2 separate regions of the Mus musculus genome follow, and region 2 is linked to region 1. A link is a contact called in public HiChIP or PLAC-seq data. All regions are on one chromosome and are shown on one strand. The core of a region is the stretch at or near the end of the contact, and the rest is flanking DNA. Distances in the headings are between cores, read along the strand shown.

Region 1 (7,803 bases), core at 2,777-5,276:
CACACATACATACACACACATACATACACACACACACACAGACACACATAAACATACATACATATACACACATACACACAGACACAGACATACACACAGACACACACACAGACACACACACAGACACACACACAGACACATACACACACACACACACACATACATACACACACAGACACACACACACAGACACACACACATACACACACATACATACACACACACAGACACACACATACATACACACACAGACACACACATATGCATCAAACAGTCATGAAAAAGAAAGTTGGAAGACTCACACTTCTTGATATCAAATCCAACTCCTGAGTGACAGTAATCAAGACAGTGTGGTATATAAATACAGCAAATAGATCTGTGGAAGGGACAGAGACTCTAGAAACCAAGCTTCACATTAGAATTAAGTCACTTTTAACAAGGATCCTTTAGAAAATTAAATGGAGAGAGACATTATTTTTTTATAAACGATTCTAGAATAACTGGATAGTAACATGCAAAAAAAAAAAAAAAAAAAAAATGAAGCCAGACCTCTGGCTGCAGCGACAGAAATTGACTCCAGTGGATCAAAGACCTAAGCATAAGAGAAAAAACAAACAACCCCCAGAAGAAGACACAGCAGGGCTACAACTTGATTAGATGTGGTGATGATTTCTTAGATATGACACCAAAAAACACCGGCAATAAAGGAAAAAAATAGTAAGCTGGACTGCACTATAAATCTAAAAGCCTGTGTTTCCAAGGATGCCATCTGGAAAGAAAAGAAACCCCAATAAAGAACTTGTATGTAGAGCACAGAGCGTTCGTATAGTCTAATAATAGAGAAACAGAAGCTCAACTTAAAAATGAGCAAAGGATTAAAATGGACATTTCTCCAAAGACGATATACCTGTGGCCGATGATCGCACGAAAAGGTGACTCACATCATCACTAACCATTAACGTGGTGGTTCTCAGCCTTCCTAACACTGCTACCCTTTAATATAGTTCCTCACATTGTGGTGATCCCCCAACCACAAAAGTGTCATTGCTACTTCATAACTGCAATCTTGCTGCTGTTATGAATCATAATGTAAATATGTGTGTTTTCCGATGGTCTTGGGTGACCCCTGTGAAAGCATCATTTGACCCACGAAAAGGTCACAGCCCACAGCTTAAGAAATACGTCACTAAGGAAATGTAAGTGAGCAGAACTCTATACCTACTATAATACATATATAGTGAACAAAAAACAGCAGAGGGATGTATATGGAATATGTGCCATAGTCATGCAATCTGGTTTTATTCATCCATAAAAAGGAAAGAAATCATATGTTTTTGCAGACAAACACCATTTCAAGTGAATTAAGTCAAACTAAGAAAGAGCAATATTGTTTTTTCTCATTTTTGGATCTTAGATTGTATACAGATAAATACAACCATAAAACACACAGAATAAGTGAAGCTGCTTAGAGAAACAAGGCACTGGCAAGCAAGGGAGGCAACAGAAAAGGGAGAGTAGAGTATTGTGGCAAAGGGGCTTACTTCATGTTATACACTTGTATAAAAATGGCTTTATGGAGCCTAAAATGGTCACAACAAATATACACCAATAAAACAGGTAATAAGAAATGTTTGTGATAGACAAAAAATTGCTGGTCATAAATGTAAAAGCATGGTCTGGGGAGAGGGCTCAGAGGGTAAAGTGCTTGGCACGTCTGTGTGAGGACATGAGTTTGAGTTCCCAGAACCTGTGGAAAGCTGAACATACCCTGATCATGGTCCATCTCTGAGGGCTGAAACTCGAGCTGGAGCACCGGAAGGAACTGAGTAGAGACCAGACAGGAGCCCTCCTTACTGGCTTGCTCTCAGGACTTGCTAGTCTGCTTTTTTTACACTCTCCAGGAGTGCCTGCCTAGGAGCAGCACCGCCCACAGTGGACTGAGTCCTTCCACATCAATTATTAACCAGACTTTTATGGAAGCATTGCCTCAATTGAGATTCCCTCTTCCCAGATGACCCTAGCTTGTGTCAAGTTGATAAAACAAAAAAGAAAAGAAAAGAAAGGGAAGGGAAGGGAAGGGAAGGGAAGGGAAGGGAAGGGAAGGGAAGGGAAGGGAAGGGAAGGGAAGGGAAGGGAAGAGAAGAGAAGAGAAGAGAAGAGAAGAGAAGAGAAGAGAAGAGAAGAGAAGAGAAGAGAAGAGAAGAGAAGAGAAGAGAAGAGAAGAGAAGAGAAGAGAAACAAAACCAATCACAGAAAACCATCACAATGTTCATCCTACTTTCTGAGCAACTAAAAGTTTAGTTTGTGTAATTTTTAAGTGCCTTCAGTTTCCTTACAATTTTATAGATTTTTATTTTTGAGGTAGGGTCTTATGTAGCTGAAGCTGGCCTTCAACTCCTGATCCTTTGTCCCCTTTGACATAAGCCACCATACCTGGCAAACTTTATAGGTATATCATAATGACAGCCAAGACAGGTTTTTAAAAAAATATTTTTTCCTAGTTTTTAAAGAACAATCCCCTCATATTTACTTAATGAGATATACATTTAGCTGGTGACTTTACTTAAACATAATTTTTCTTGTTTTTTCCTTTCCTTTTGTGGGGGCGGCAGAGTCTTCTATGTAACCTACCCAGGCTGTCCTTAGTAACCCAAGTTGCTCTCACAGCTGCAATCGTTATGCTTCAGCCTTCTGAGTTCTATCAAATTGCCTCTGTCTCTTTGTGTCCGTGTCTCTGTCTGTCTGCCTCAGCCTCTGTGTGTGTGTGTGTGTATTTGTGTATGTTTGTATATGTGTGTATGTGAATAGATGTATGTGTGTGTTTATGTGTGTATGTGTGTGTCCATAGATGTATGTGTGTGTGTGTATTTGTGTATGTTTGTGTATGTGTGTATGTGAATAGATGTATGTGTGTGTTTATGTGTGTATGTGTGTGTCCATAGATGTATGTGTGTGTGTGTATTTGTGTATGTTTGTGTATGTGTGTATGTGAATAGATGTGTGTGTGTGTGTGTGTGTGTGTGTGTATCTGCATTTTTATCAGTTGATGGATAACAATCAGAGTTCTTTCGCCTCTGGGTTATTACATTTAACACTGCTGTGAGCATCTATGGTAAGTTTTCCTGTGAAGAGGCGTTGCAACTTCTTGCAGGTGTGTACTTAGAGGAGAAATTGCTGGGTCACACACCGACTCTGTGGTTAATGTTTCTAAACTCTGCCAATAGAATTTCCAAAATGGCCCCAGCATTTTACATCCACAAAGGCAATGTGTGAGAGTTTCAAATGCTGCCCAACATGACTGTTAGTCATTTTGATTACTCTCTTCATGAGTGTGAGATTTTTTTAAATTGTGATATGAGGTTTTTGTTGTTGTTGTTGTTGTTTTGTTTTTTTGAGACAGGGTTTCTCTGTGTAGCTCTGGCTGTCCTGGAACTCACTTTGTAGACCAGGCTGGCCTCAAACTCAGAAATCCACCTGCCTCTGCCTCCTGAGTACTGGGATTAAAGGCATGTGCCACCATGCCCGGCTGAGTTTCTATTTTTCTAATGACTAATGATACCGAGTACTTTTCCATATACCAATGCCATCCGCGTATCTTCTTTGAAGAAGTAGCTCTTGCCACCCCCACCCCCCACCACCCCCGTTCAATGTAGTTCTGCACATTGGTACAGTGAAGCTGTAAAAACGTTCTTCCAGGGTACAATATCCGTGGGCTTCCATCCGTCCTCCAGTGTCATGCTTGAAGTTTTCTTTTGGCTCCAGTATTATGCAGAAATTTGGCCCCCCTTCTTTCTAGCTCCCTGGTGCAATGGACTGCAGCCTTGGTTGTGCAAACATCCCCACATGGCAGTGTCTTGCTGGCCTCTGCTGTGCCCAGGGGCTTCAGGATTTCTTGCCCCTCCTCCCACCCCCTGAGGTGAACCTGATTGCACATTCCTGTGGGGCTCAGCTAGTGGCTTGCATTTAGCTCCTTGGCTGAGAAAAGAGCAGCTCCCCAGAGACTCCCTAGCTCTTCTCTTTCTTTGGGCCCTAGATTTACAGACCAGGCTAACTTGAGTTCACACCTCATTTGCACAGACCACACCTCTTGGTCCCCATGAGAGGATTAAGCTCCACCCCTGGGATTTACACCCTGGTGTCCACCCTGCTCACTCTAATTGTTTTTCCCGTGGCATTCTGAATTTGAAATTCCTTCTTATTTTTTGAAACTAGGTTTTCTTCTCCCTCTTCCTTTCTTTTTTCCTTCCTTCCTCCCTCCCTCCCTCCCTCCCTCCCTCCCTCCCTCCCTCCCTCCCTCCCTCCCTCCCTCCCTCCCTCCCTTCCTTCCTTCCTTCCTTCTCTTTCCTTCCACTCTCCCTCCCTTCCTGTCTTCTTTGCTTTTTCACTTTCTTTTTGAGACAGGGTCTCACTCTGTAGCTCAGACTGGCCCAGGACTTGGGGTTATCCTCCTGCCTCAACTTTCTGTGTGCTGAGATTACAGTTGTGCATCATCATGGCTGGGTTAGCATTGTTTTATCCTATTAAAAAAAATTCCGAGGCTGGGGAGATGGCTCAGCCAGCAAAGTCACTATCACACAAGGATGAGGACCTCAGTCTGCACCCCTCCCCCCCCCCCACAAGCTTCTGAAACCCAGGCATGGTAGCACACACCTGTGGGGTCTGGGGGGCAGGGGACAAAGGCAAGAGAAACTCTGGGACTTGCTGTTCAACCAGCCTGGAGTGTCGATGAGGTCCAGGTTCAGTGAGAGCATTTGTCTTTTAAAATAAGGTGAAGAAACAATTGAGGGAGACATCAGATGCCAACTTGGGTCTCCACACAGGTGCACAGATGCACCTACATACATACTCGCCCCTCCTTTGCACCCCTGTACACACAGAGATGCAAATTCTTGCAACCTTCACCCGAAAAGCCCCTTAATTTTTGAGGGAAAATGATCTGATGATTCTAGAGACTTATAGAGAAGGCAGTAGTTTTCTCATTTTAGCATATATCAGAGTCAACTGAGGACTTCTTGAAAAACAGACTTGTTGGCTCTTCTTAAAGCTTTTGATCTCTAGATGATACAGGGTGAGATCTGAGAACATGTTTCTTTGAGACATTCCAGGGGTGGTACTGTTTATCCCGAGACCATACTTTGAGAACATTTATATAGAACACCACTTCTCAACCCGAGTCACAACCCCTTTGACAAACCTCTATCGCCAAAAATATTTACATTGTGATTCATAACGTTAGCAAAAGTACAGTTATGAAGTAGCAACAAAAAATAATTTTATGGTTGGGGGTCACTATAACATGAGGAACTGTGTTAAAGGGTCACAGCATTAGGGAGGTTGAGGACCACTGATACAGAGAAACCAGTAGATTTTTGGGGTGTTAGGTCCCCCTATTTAGCTAACAAGTCTTTGTTTGCTTTTAACCTTTTTAGCTAGCACATCAAATGGTAGGCTTCATTTCGGCATTTAATATAAAATATGTTGATCTTCATCTTCCTTCCTGGCGTCTACACCCTTCAGGAGTCCCCTGTCTGCTTTGAAGTCACTCATGGAATCCATCCAATATGGTAGCACCTTTTGTAACCTGTCCTCTCAAGAAATTTATTTTGTGCTTAAATCGTTGGCGAGGAAGCTGATGAGGCTATCACTTTGTTCATTGCTAAGGCTTGTGGAGAGCTCTGAAATCTCGTTGGTTTTGGTAACATTTAACTGATACTCGATCATAACGCTGGCAAGCCCTATTGTTCTACTTAGGAGTTACATTTTTTACTTTATCCCTCCAAAAAATAACCATCTCAAAAATAACCATCTCAAATGGTAGTTGGCTGGTCTTTGTGGTATCAATTATAGAATGTGATAGCTCGATAGAAGGGTCAAATGCCAGCATTATCAGAAAACTAGTGGAAGTACTACCTGTATTCAACAAGGAGTTATAACCAACAGAGATGCAGCATGGGCTAGTTAAGTCAAATATTCAGCCATAGATGGGTTATTGCTGGTGATAAGCTAAGCAAATCCTTGTACTCCCAGGACTGACTTTTCCTGGTAAATTCCTTTCCTGAAGGCAGAAGACCATGGAGGCCTGGATTCATTACTGGCTGCTCTCTTGTTCCAGACTGTCCTGAGGAATAAGTATTTAGAAGAGTGTGAGGAACTGCAGAGTCTTAGCCCCACTGTGTCAGAATCGGCTTTTTAACTTACTTGGGTCAATCATGCGAGAGCCCCAGAGTGGCAGGATTCTGTATTTGAAGTTGGGTGAGACAGGTGACCATTTGAGGGGGTCACTCAGCAGCGCTCTTCTGTCTTTCTTCTCTGCTCCTTAGGATGAGTGTCTTAGAGCTGGAGAGATGGTTTAGAGCCGTGGCTCTCACGCTTCCTAATGCTGTGACCCTTTAACACAGTCCCTCCCGTTGTGGTGGCCCCAACCATAAAATGAATTTCCTAACTACTTCAGAACTGTACCTTTGCTGCCATTAAGAATAGATCATAACTTAAATACAATATTTCTGGTGGTTTTAGGTGACCCCTGTGAAAGGGTTGTTTGATCCCCAATGGGGTTGCAACCCACAGGTTGAGAAACACTGACTTAGAGGTCAAGAGCACTGAAGGCTCTTCCAAGGGACCTAGGCTTGATTCCCTTGTGGCAGGTTACAACTGTAACTCCAGTCCTAAGGGTTCCAGGGTTCTCCCCTAGCCTTCATGAACACTGCATGAATATGATACACAGACACACATGCAGACAAGACACCAGTACACGTAAATCAAAAATAAGTGAAAAAGAGAGATGAATATTGGAACACATTTTTCAAGGTTTGGATATCATATCTCAGTACCAAACGACGCCATTCAAAAGGATGGAAACGCCCTGACTCTACTGGTTTGGGCTAAATGTTAAATCATCGTGCAGCCTGGGTAGCTTGACAAACCATAGCAATCATGGAGGAGAAACCCTACACCCTGTGTAAACACCATATTAACCCAGGTCTATGCAAAGGAAACCCTCATTTGGTTTATTCACCCATATTTCTTACTTTTTTGTTGTCAATTATTTTTTTTTTTTTTTTGCAGTGAAATACAGTTGTCTCCAGAGTGTGAATACAGGTTCTCCTTGTGTTTTACTCTTTCATGAGAGGAAACACGGACGGGGGCCCACACGCCATGCCTTTTCTCTCTCTTCTTTCATCTCCTCCTTTGTTCTCTAACTTTAAGGGTCTGGAGAACCTGAATGAGCAGAATCGTCACCCGGAGCCTGACGCTGTTCACGGCCATTCTCCCCTGTGCTGGCTTTAACAGCGGACCGATTTCTTAGGAGTAAAAGGGATCTGAGTAACCTTGTTGACAGCAGAGATGTCCAGTCCTAGTTCAAGCACATTCAAATGTCACTGTGTATTTAATGATTTTGGTTACGTTCTTCCATGTACCCAGTTTTTTAAGTATCTTTTTTCTGGGGTTTAGAGAGCAGATTCAGTGGTTAAAAATGTTTGCAGCTCTTATAGAGGACTAGAGTCCAGTTTTTCAGGACCAATAGGGCAACTCAACTGCTTGTAACTCTAGCTCAGGGTCTCTGATACCTTCTTCTGCCCAGACCTCCTCTCTATCTCTTTGTCTCTTTGTCTCTCCCCCAACCCCTCTCATACACACACACACACACACACACACACAATTTTAAAAAAATCTTTTTCTTTCACCTAACAGCCATTTAACAATACCTACGAAGAGCACTTATATAGGTGTTCAATATAAACCCGGTCTCTGTTCCAAAGGCCTTTTCAGACTAGCATGGAGACACACATCTGAAACAACAAA
Region 2 (7,803 bases), core at 2,802-5,301, 170 kb after region 1:
CACAGCAAAACCATGTGACTACAAAGGATGAAGGAAACCTCATTAACAGACCAAGGACAGGGGCCTTAGAAGCCAGCCTTGCCCAGTCTTTAATCTGGGATCTCCTGCTTCCAGAATCTGGAGAAAATAAGTCTGCTATTAGCTATCCTGATTATGGTATGGGTCGGGACCGCCTAGTGGATTAACAGAGTACCTCTAAGGTCATGCACAGAGCCCTGTAGGGAAGCTGCAGTTAAGCTGGGTCGTATGGACTAGAACATTTGGGCTCCCACTCGAGTCCAGTTTCCTGAGAGACTCCAGACGTGGCACTTAACCCCTCTGGGGTTTAATTTTCTCATTAAGAACACGTGGGAAATGCTGTATTTAACTTGCAGATTTGCAGAGAGAACAAAAGAGACACCACAGTTTCACCCTTCTCCCTTTCTGAGGATCTCCCAACCCCCCACCCCCCACCCCCAACTCAAAGGTCCTAACAGAATGGAGGGAAGGAAGGCAGTCTATACCTAGGGCCTCAGGTCTTCCTGTTGTATTTTTAAAGAGGAACTATAAGCTAGCAATGTTGTGGTGGTGGTGGTGGTGGTGGTGGCTGTTGCTTGTTTTTGCTTTCTTTGCTTTACCTCAGAGTAAAAGCCTCTGAGGTCACCGATATCCATTTGTGAGTTAACAAAGCAAGGCATGCATTTCCCAGTTGCCGGCAAAACAATCAGTTGTCATAAATTACCACAACCAATTAACTGCCTTCCGGACATTGGGCCTTTGCCACGTGGAATGAGAAACCAATATCCTCAGGATACTCATTTGATAGAAACGATAGAAATGGTAAGGACAGTATTCACACCCTGGATGTTTGGTTGTCATCTCTGAGGTCACTTGTGACCACACCGTGAGCTGCCTGCTTAGGCTGTTTGTGGTAAAGCTAAGCTGGCCAGGCTCTGAGAGCCCTTTCTACTCAGTGAGAGACCAGTTAGGCTCTGAGTTTCGGGAGGATGGAAACGGGAAGAGACAAAGATGCTGCCGTTGGCTGTAGGGCTGTGGTGTGAAGGGGCTTTCTGTAGCAGCTGTTGTTTCTGTTTCCGTGGCAACCAGCAGAGAAATAGCCGCACCCAGTGCAGGTGCACAAGAGTTGAACGCAGGCCGGTTTCCTCCAAACAGCCCTGGCAAGCCAGAGTTGATGACCTCGCGCTCCTCCCAGGATACAAGCTGAAAGTTTCAATGTGTGGACACATGGATGCGTGGAAACTCTGAATTCCAGGGGCTTTGATGACAAGATCTGTGGCAGTGCCCCAGGGGTTGCCGTCCCTGTTGGCTCAGCTAAGCGGAGCCCAGCTTGGACGGACCTCCAGGGTCTGTCGCCTGGCTTGGCTCAACCTTCCTGCCTCTGGTAGCTACATCTCAAAGTCCACTGTTGCTGGGCCAGAACTGAGACTCACAACTCCCTCCTCAGCCTGGATGAGAAGCGGGCTGCCAACAGTGACTATCTCAGGGGTCTTGGTGCTTGTCTTTACCTAGCAACTCTGCTAAGCGTATACACCTAGGCTCTCCCTGGGCAAGAGCCCTGCCTCTGGCAGACACAGGTTCAGAACTCAGTCTCCACCCCCACGACTTTCTTACATGCCTTTTTCTCACTGCTACTGCAACCAAGACATCACAGATGCAGCAAGCCCCACCCCGGGACCTTGCATGCGCCTAGCCTATTTCTCTGCCTGGGTTGTTTTTCCTCTGTGTCTTTTCCTTTTGTTCTTCAGTCTCCTCAGCTGTCGGTCCCATTTGTGAGGATTTTCCTGACTGGATGTGAAAAATGCCATTCCCATTCCCAATCTCCACCATTTTCTAGCACCCTGCTTAATTGTTTCTTCATGTCTTACATGATGATGATACACACACACACACACACACACACACACACACACGGACATACACAATGATATCAAAATATCAGCCTCAGAAGCCAGGGAATTCGGTTTCTTCTTGAAGCCGCAGTGTCTAAAATTTCTTGTCCTATATAACAGTGAGCACTTAGCAGATGTAAGTTGCATACGTGACTGACTCACCAGAATGGGAGAAAAGATGTATGCACATATACTTAAATATGCATTAAGGGTATATTTTCATATATTTGGTCATCTTTACACCTGGCTGTCTCTTTGAGCACTTTTGGTCTGTTTCTGGCAGGAGCCTTTTCTGTGGTGTTTCTAGACAGCCACACCCCTGCAGCACTAGTCCTATCCAGTGGACATGGTAGAACTCTCTTGGGGCATTGACTTGGATACAAGGGTTGGTATGGGGGACTCTGGAGGCTTTTTTTTGAGGGAGCCTGTTATTAACATCTTGCCCTTCCTGAGGGCTGTGTTTATATTTATTGAGTGTGGGTGACAGAGGCAGGGTGTGTGGTAGAAACAGCCGCTCTTGAGATGGGAAACGGACAGGAAGTAATTGGAATCATTATTATCTGTGGGTCTGGTGTTCCTAGCTGCCCACTGAGCGGCAAGAGAGAGGCGCCCTGGGAAGGGAAGCACTTTCAGTCATGACACACTCACGTGGCCTGGCAGCTTCCTGCCAGATGGTAGTTGTCCCCGGTGACACTCTGCATTTTTCTTTAAAACACACTGTAGAGATAAGAGTTGCTTTTGACGAATGTGAGAAAACTATGCATTGGGGGAAACATGGAGAGGCTGCCAGCAGCCAGAAAGCTGCAGTGTGAAATCTCCTTAGAGAACCCCTTGCGAGTCGGCTGGCCACACAGGCCGCATGTGGATCCCTCCCACACCCTCCAGAACACCTGACAGGACCAGGGTCTCTGTGCAATGAGAAGAGACGCTCCCACCCAATTAGAAAGAGACTGCTCAAAGGAAAGAAAAGGTTTGCACAGCTAACACAACACAGGGCGTGCCAAAATCATCCCGCCCTAATTCTCCTGTCAGCAGAGTCACTTTCCTAAAGAGTCAGTGACTCGTGACTCGCTCACTATATGCCACATCCCCCACCCCACCTCACTGTGCACTTCCACCCCACTCAGGACCTCTGCCCACAGAGCTTGTTTTTTTTTTTTTTTTTTTGTATTACTCAGGAAGGGTATTCCCCAAGGATGACATCTCAGAAATCCCATCCAGAGCACAATGACCTGTACTCTGCGATGGCCACAAATGTCATATTGCTGATCTCGCTTCGTACAACACACACGGCAGCTGCTGGCCCTTAAAGGAGGAGTCAGCGGGGGCTCTGAGACCCCCATGTCCGAAGCTGATTTAAGAGCAGGGAAAGAAACGAATTCCATCTGATGTCTTTACCCCAGAGATTGTTCAACATCCTTCCTAGGGCAGGAAGAGCAGGTGACTGGGACATTGGATGCTTGGCAAGCTGGTGGCCTTCCTGCTCTGGCATGCTCTGCTGGGATTTTCATGTACAGAGAATGACCTTTGCAAACACACAACGAGCTTTGCAGAGATGGCCAAACCCTGGCCACCCTCAGCAAGCTCAACTCCGAAAGAGCTCCTTTTGCTTTTTCCGACAGAACTGAACAACCAGGAAGAAAGGCTTAAAAACAAAACAACAACAACACAAAAAACCAAAACAGTCACCAAAGATCTTGGTCCAGTTTTAGAGCTCTCTCCCTGACCCAGAGAAGAAATCGGGAACAAATAGTGAGAGGATATCAGATGGCATGCAGCTTGCATGCCTAATAGGTGTCCTGGTGGAGATGCTGCAGGGCAGGGACCCTCTGGGCTCCCTGGCCTGACACATTACATGAAGACTCAGAGATTTGGAGATGAGAGACGAGAAAGAGCAAGTTGCTTGGGCCATTGTATGCAGTAAAAACTCTCTACCCCTCGAAGTTCTTTTGACCACACCCACTGAACTCTGATGTTCAGAGGTCATCTTCTATCTTGTCTCCCTCTTTGAAGGAAACCTGTGTCTTCAAGCAGCTCTAGGCATAGGTTGTCTCTAATGAATATAGTACAAGGGAAGACTGGGGCTTAGACAGACATGGTCTGATTCCTCTGACTGTCACTCAAACCCGACAATGGCTCCCCATCTAAAAGTTTCAGTTCCTTGATGTTGAAGAGGTGTGTGGGGGAGGGTGTTTTATACGACACAGGATGATAATGCTTCCCCTTCAGAGTCATAGACCAGTTAACAAAAACCCAGTGCTAAACATGGTAAGCTTCACTTCCAGTTGTTGGTCAGAGACATCCAAACAGTATAGACTGTTGTTGTTGTTGTCGTCATCTTTGGTGCCTCCTAGAACCTGAAGGTAAGACCCATGGTTGAAGACACTGCATGTTCAGACCCCAGGCTTGGAGTGATCAAGATGGAACCAATCTGAAAGCCTTCTCCCTGAGAACTAGCTCCCATAGTGTCCAAGGGTGCTATGCAAGCTACCAGGGAAGACCAGCAATGACCAGCCCAAGGAGAACCCCAATAGTGCAATGGTGGCACTCGTTGCTCAGGGGTAACCAACAGCTCTCTCACTGGGCTTAGGCCTGCTTAACAGGATGGAACTCACACGTGGTACAGTCAGCTTAGCCAAATATGCATAGCTAGAGAGGTCACTGGCCCCAGAGGAGAACCTGCTACCCCTATTTTTTGAAAACCAACATTATTTCTTAGTTGGGGTTTCTATTGCTGTGTCCATGACAACTCTTATAAGGAAAACATTTCATTGGAGCTGGCTTGTAGATCACAAGTTTAGTCCATTATCTTCATGGCAGGCAGCATGGTGGTATGCAGACAGACATGGTGCCGGAGTTCCACATCTGGATCTGTAGGCAGCAGGAAGAAAATGAGACACGCTGGGCTTGAGCATCTCAGATCTCAACGCTCACCTTCAATGACACACTGCCTCCAACAAGACCACATCTACTCCCACAAGGCCTCACCTCCCAAAAGTGCTACTGTCTATGAGCCTATGGGGACTATGTTCATTCAAACTACCACAATTCCTAACTGTTTTAAGTACATCTGCTGGTATACACACGCAAGTATAGCTCCCAGGCCTCATCAAATAAGCTTCTCCTTTGCAAGAGATGGAAACTATTATGGAGATCTACAACTGGTCCAAATACGGGGAATAAGCTACCACGGGGTACCTGCTCTAGTTGCTACATTTACTATGCAACCTCTGTACCTAAGGTGGAACTGTACATTGCGGAAGAGGGGACGGAGCAATTGTAAGAGTCAGCAGGCAGATTATCTGCCACTAGATAACAGCTTCTAGACATGACAGGGAAGCTACAGCTCTGGTTGCCTAAGCAAGAGCTTCACGGATCTTGAAGCCCCAATAGTAACTGGAGAAAAACGCTTGGGAAATTATATCCTTGGTGCACAGCTGGCTGCATCTGATGCAGAAGATTAGGTGAGTGTGAAGCTGCAGCAGATGGTCCAGTGATCCAGGGCTCGGGACTCTTTCATTTCCTTCCCATCTCCTAAAGGCTCTAAAGGCGAGTCATTTGCTGAGGCTAACACTGGTAACGTTTCGCTTTTGTAACTAGGGAAGACCTGCATCACAGACCCACTGATTTTATTTTGCTCTTGTAGTTTCAGTATTAAGAACATTAGTGAAGGAAGTCTTCCGCCCCCTTTATGACTCGAATGAGAACCTGCAGAAAAATGTAATCCTGATTACAGTTTCCCACACTTCGTTCTTCTTGAGCAAATGGTTTGTTTCCGAGAAATGAGGTTGCGTCTGTGACTTTTATTCCATAGTGACTTTGTATTTTGTTAACTCAGCCTTACCTGTCTGGGTGGAGCAAATTTTCTTGTTTACATTCCCATTTCAATGTACTTTTCTTTCCCTATTAGTTAAAGCACTTTTAAATGTCAACAATTTCTAAAAATACGTTTATAGTCAGAATTCAAAAGGCTTTTAGGCTTGCCTATACACTATCTAACTCACATCCCTGGGGATAGCTGGTGTCAGTGTCTTGAGTCTCTCTCTAGAGATGTTCTCTGAAAATGTAAATATCTGTGTACGTATGTGAGTTCCATTTAGGCATGGCAGCGTGCAATGCAGGCTTGTAAGACGTTTGCGGCCACTCTGAAGTTGTGGGATATACGTGGAAAGTATTCCCATTTCTACTCTTTGATAACTCTTAAAACTAAATCTCTTTACCTTGAATGAGTTATCTGGTAAAGAGTTTAGCTGCTCTTGTCAGTTTTCCTAATAAAAGGCTGAAGTAATATAGAATCAAACATGTCTGTCCTTTCTCCTGGCCTTGGTGGTTCCCAGTGCCTGTCTCAGAAGCACCCTGGGCTACCTCACCCTCCTGTCCTGGTCCTTCAGATCTCCCAGATGCTCACATGGGCTTTCTTAACTTCTTCCATGCTGTGAGGGGAGAGAGGATGGGCTTTCTTGTACCTTCAGCTTTCTACCCTTGGGTACCAGAGTCTCTTTATCTACAGATGAGGAGATCTAGGAGCTTCTGGATTCCCTTCTCCTCCTCCTCTTCCTTCCGTAGCTCGTGACAGGAAGAGGACAGAGCCCACACGTAGGGGCCAGGCCCAGGCCCAGGCTGGAACTCTGCCTAAAATCCCTTGCTTGCTTGTTTCTTCTGCTTGGGCCTCATTCCCTTGCCCTCATAGCAAATTCTCTGAGCACATTTACCGAATGTTACAGAATCACCACAAATAAATCCTCATTTCAGGGTCTACCTCTCAGAAACCAAATAGGACAGCAGATATTCCAATCCTGGCCCTCTGGAGGGAAGCTGCTAAGAAGGGTGACTCAGCTCTCATCTCTGCTCTCCTGCCTGGGTCTGGAGAGTTGCAAAGCCAGGGCCATCTTACCACCCCACCTCCCTTCTCCTTACCTAAAGGTTTTATTAATGCGTCATATATACAGGACCAGCATTTCTGATATTTACATTCTAATGGCTAAACAACACCCACATTGTTCTAGGGATTTCCCCTCCATGGATTGGGTGAGACTTTCCAAACCCAGCAGTTCCTTACCTGGGACCTTCCTAGTGACCTTGCCATCAGTCACCTTGTATAAGAAGTGGTGGCTGAGCTCTTGCATGTTTGGAAATGCTTCCATGCTTCCATATGTCTATAGGTTGTTTACTTATACAGGCATTGTTGACAATGCTTTATCATTTTATACAGGATCTTCTTCTTCTTCTTCTTCTTCTTCTTCTTCTTCTTCTTCTTCTTCTTCTTCTTCTTCTTCTTCTTCTTCTTCTTCTTCTTCTTCTTCTTCTTCTCCTCCTCCTCCTCCTCCTTCTCCTTCTCCTCCTCCTCCTCTTTCTCCTCCTCCTCCCCCTCCCCTCCCCTCCTCCTACTCCTTCTTCTTCTCTTCCTCCTCCTCTTTCTCCTCCTTCTCCTCCTCCTCCTTCTCCTCCTCCTTCTTCTCCTCCTCCTCTTTATACTTTCTATAACTGACTTGAGATTATATATATATATATATATATATATATATATATATATATATATATATGTATGTGATCTTAAAAGTGCTGCGTTTAGCAACAAGATGTAGCTTTAAACTTGTAGATGTAAATGACTCCTACATTTTGCCTAGAAAACTTGACTTTGATTCCTAACTAATCATTTGTGTATGAGTGTGTACGTGTGTTTGTGTTAGAGATGTATATCAGGTTCTTCTTCAACTGCCTTCAACCTTAAGTTCTGAACCAGGGTCTCTCACTGAGCCCAGGGCTCATGGATTTGGCTAGACTGACTGATTGGCCACAAGTCCCAGGGATCTTCTGTCTCCGCCTCTCTAGTTCCCGGATCACAGGGGCACAGCACAGTACCTGGCCTTCTCATGGGTTCTGGGGATTGAACTTGAGTCCTCATGCTTGCCCA

The links. HiChIP or PLAC-seq counts read pairs in DNA pulled down with a chosen protein or histone mark.
Region 2: an H3K4me3 HiChIP or PLAC-seq map of the 230-238 cell line shows a contact between it and region 1, with 10 read pairs. The contact joins two enhancer-like sites. A contact is called at or near these places in 14 of 39 promoter capture datasets (the 3T3-L1 cell line, 3T3-L1-derived adipocytes, the HPC-7 cell line and 9 more), 2 of 15 datasets of contacts at CTCF or cohesin (large pre-B cells and pro-B cells), 16 of 484 Hi-C or Micro-C datasets (B cells, DN3 thymocytes, the G1E-ER4 cell line and 12 more), 15 of 115 datasets of contacts at active chromatin or transcription factors (the 230-238 cell line, CD8 T cells, astrocytes and 12 more) and 2 of 9 other capture datasets (embryonic tail and liver).

What each region holds. Positions count from the first base shown.
Region 1 is chr13:111,825,770-111,833,572 of GRCm38.p6, forward strand. The region is part of intron 1 of Gm41060 (a long non-coding RNA gene); the gene reads left to right. Among named protein-coding and RNA genes, the nearest start is that of Gm41060, 9.9 kb to the left of the region's middle. Within about 2 kb of position 4,027, at least 14 of the 459 cell types and tissues checked have an H3K27ac peak or open chromatin away from gene starts, as enhancers often do. A contact at or near this core is called in the 230-238 cell line and pro-B cells, where this site is marked.
Region 2 is chr13:112,000,275-112,008,077 of GRCm38.p6, forward strand. All of the region lies in intron 1 of Gm15322 (a long non-coding RNA gene), which reads left to right. It overlaps Gm15323 (a long non-coding RNA gene), which reads left to right and starts at 735. Exons shown (of 3, transcript XR_382920.1): 1 at 735-819. Within about 2 kb of position 4,052, at least 32 of the 459 cell types and tissues checked have an H3K27ac peak or open chromatin away from gene starts, as enhancers often do. A contact at or near this core is called in the 230-238 cell line and pro-B cells, where this site is marked.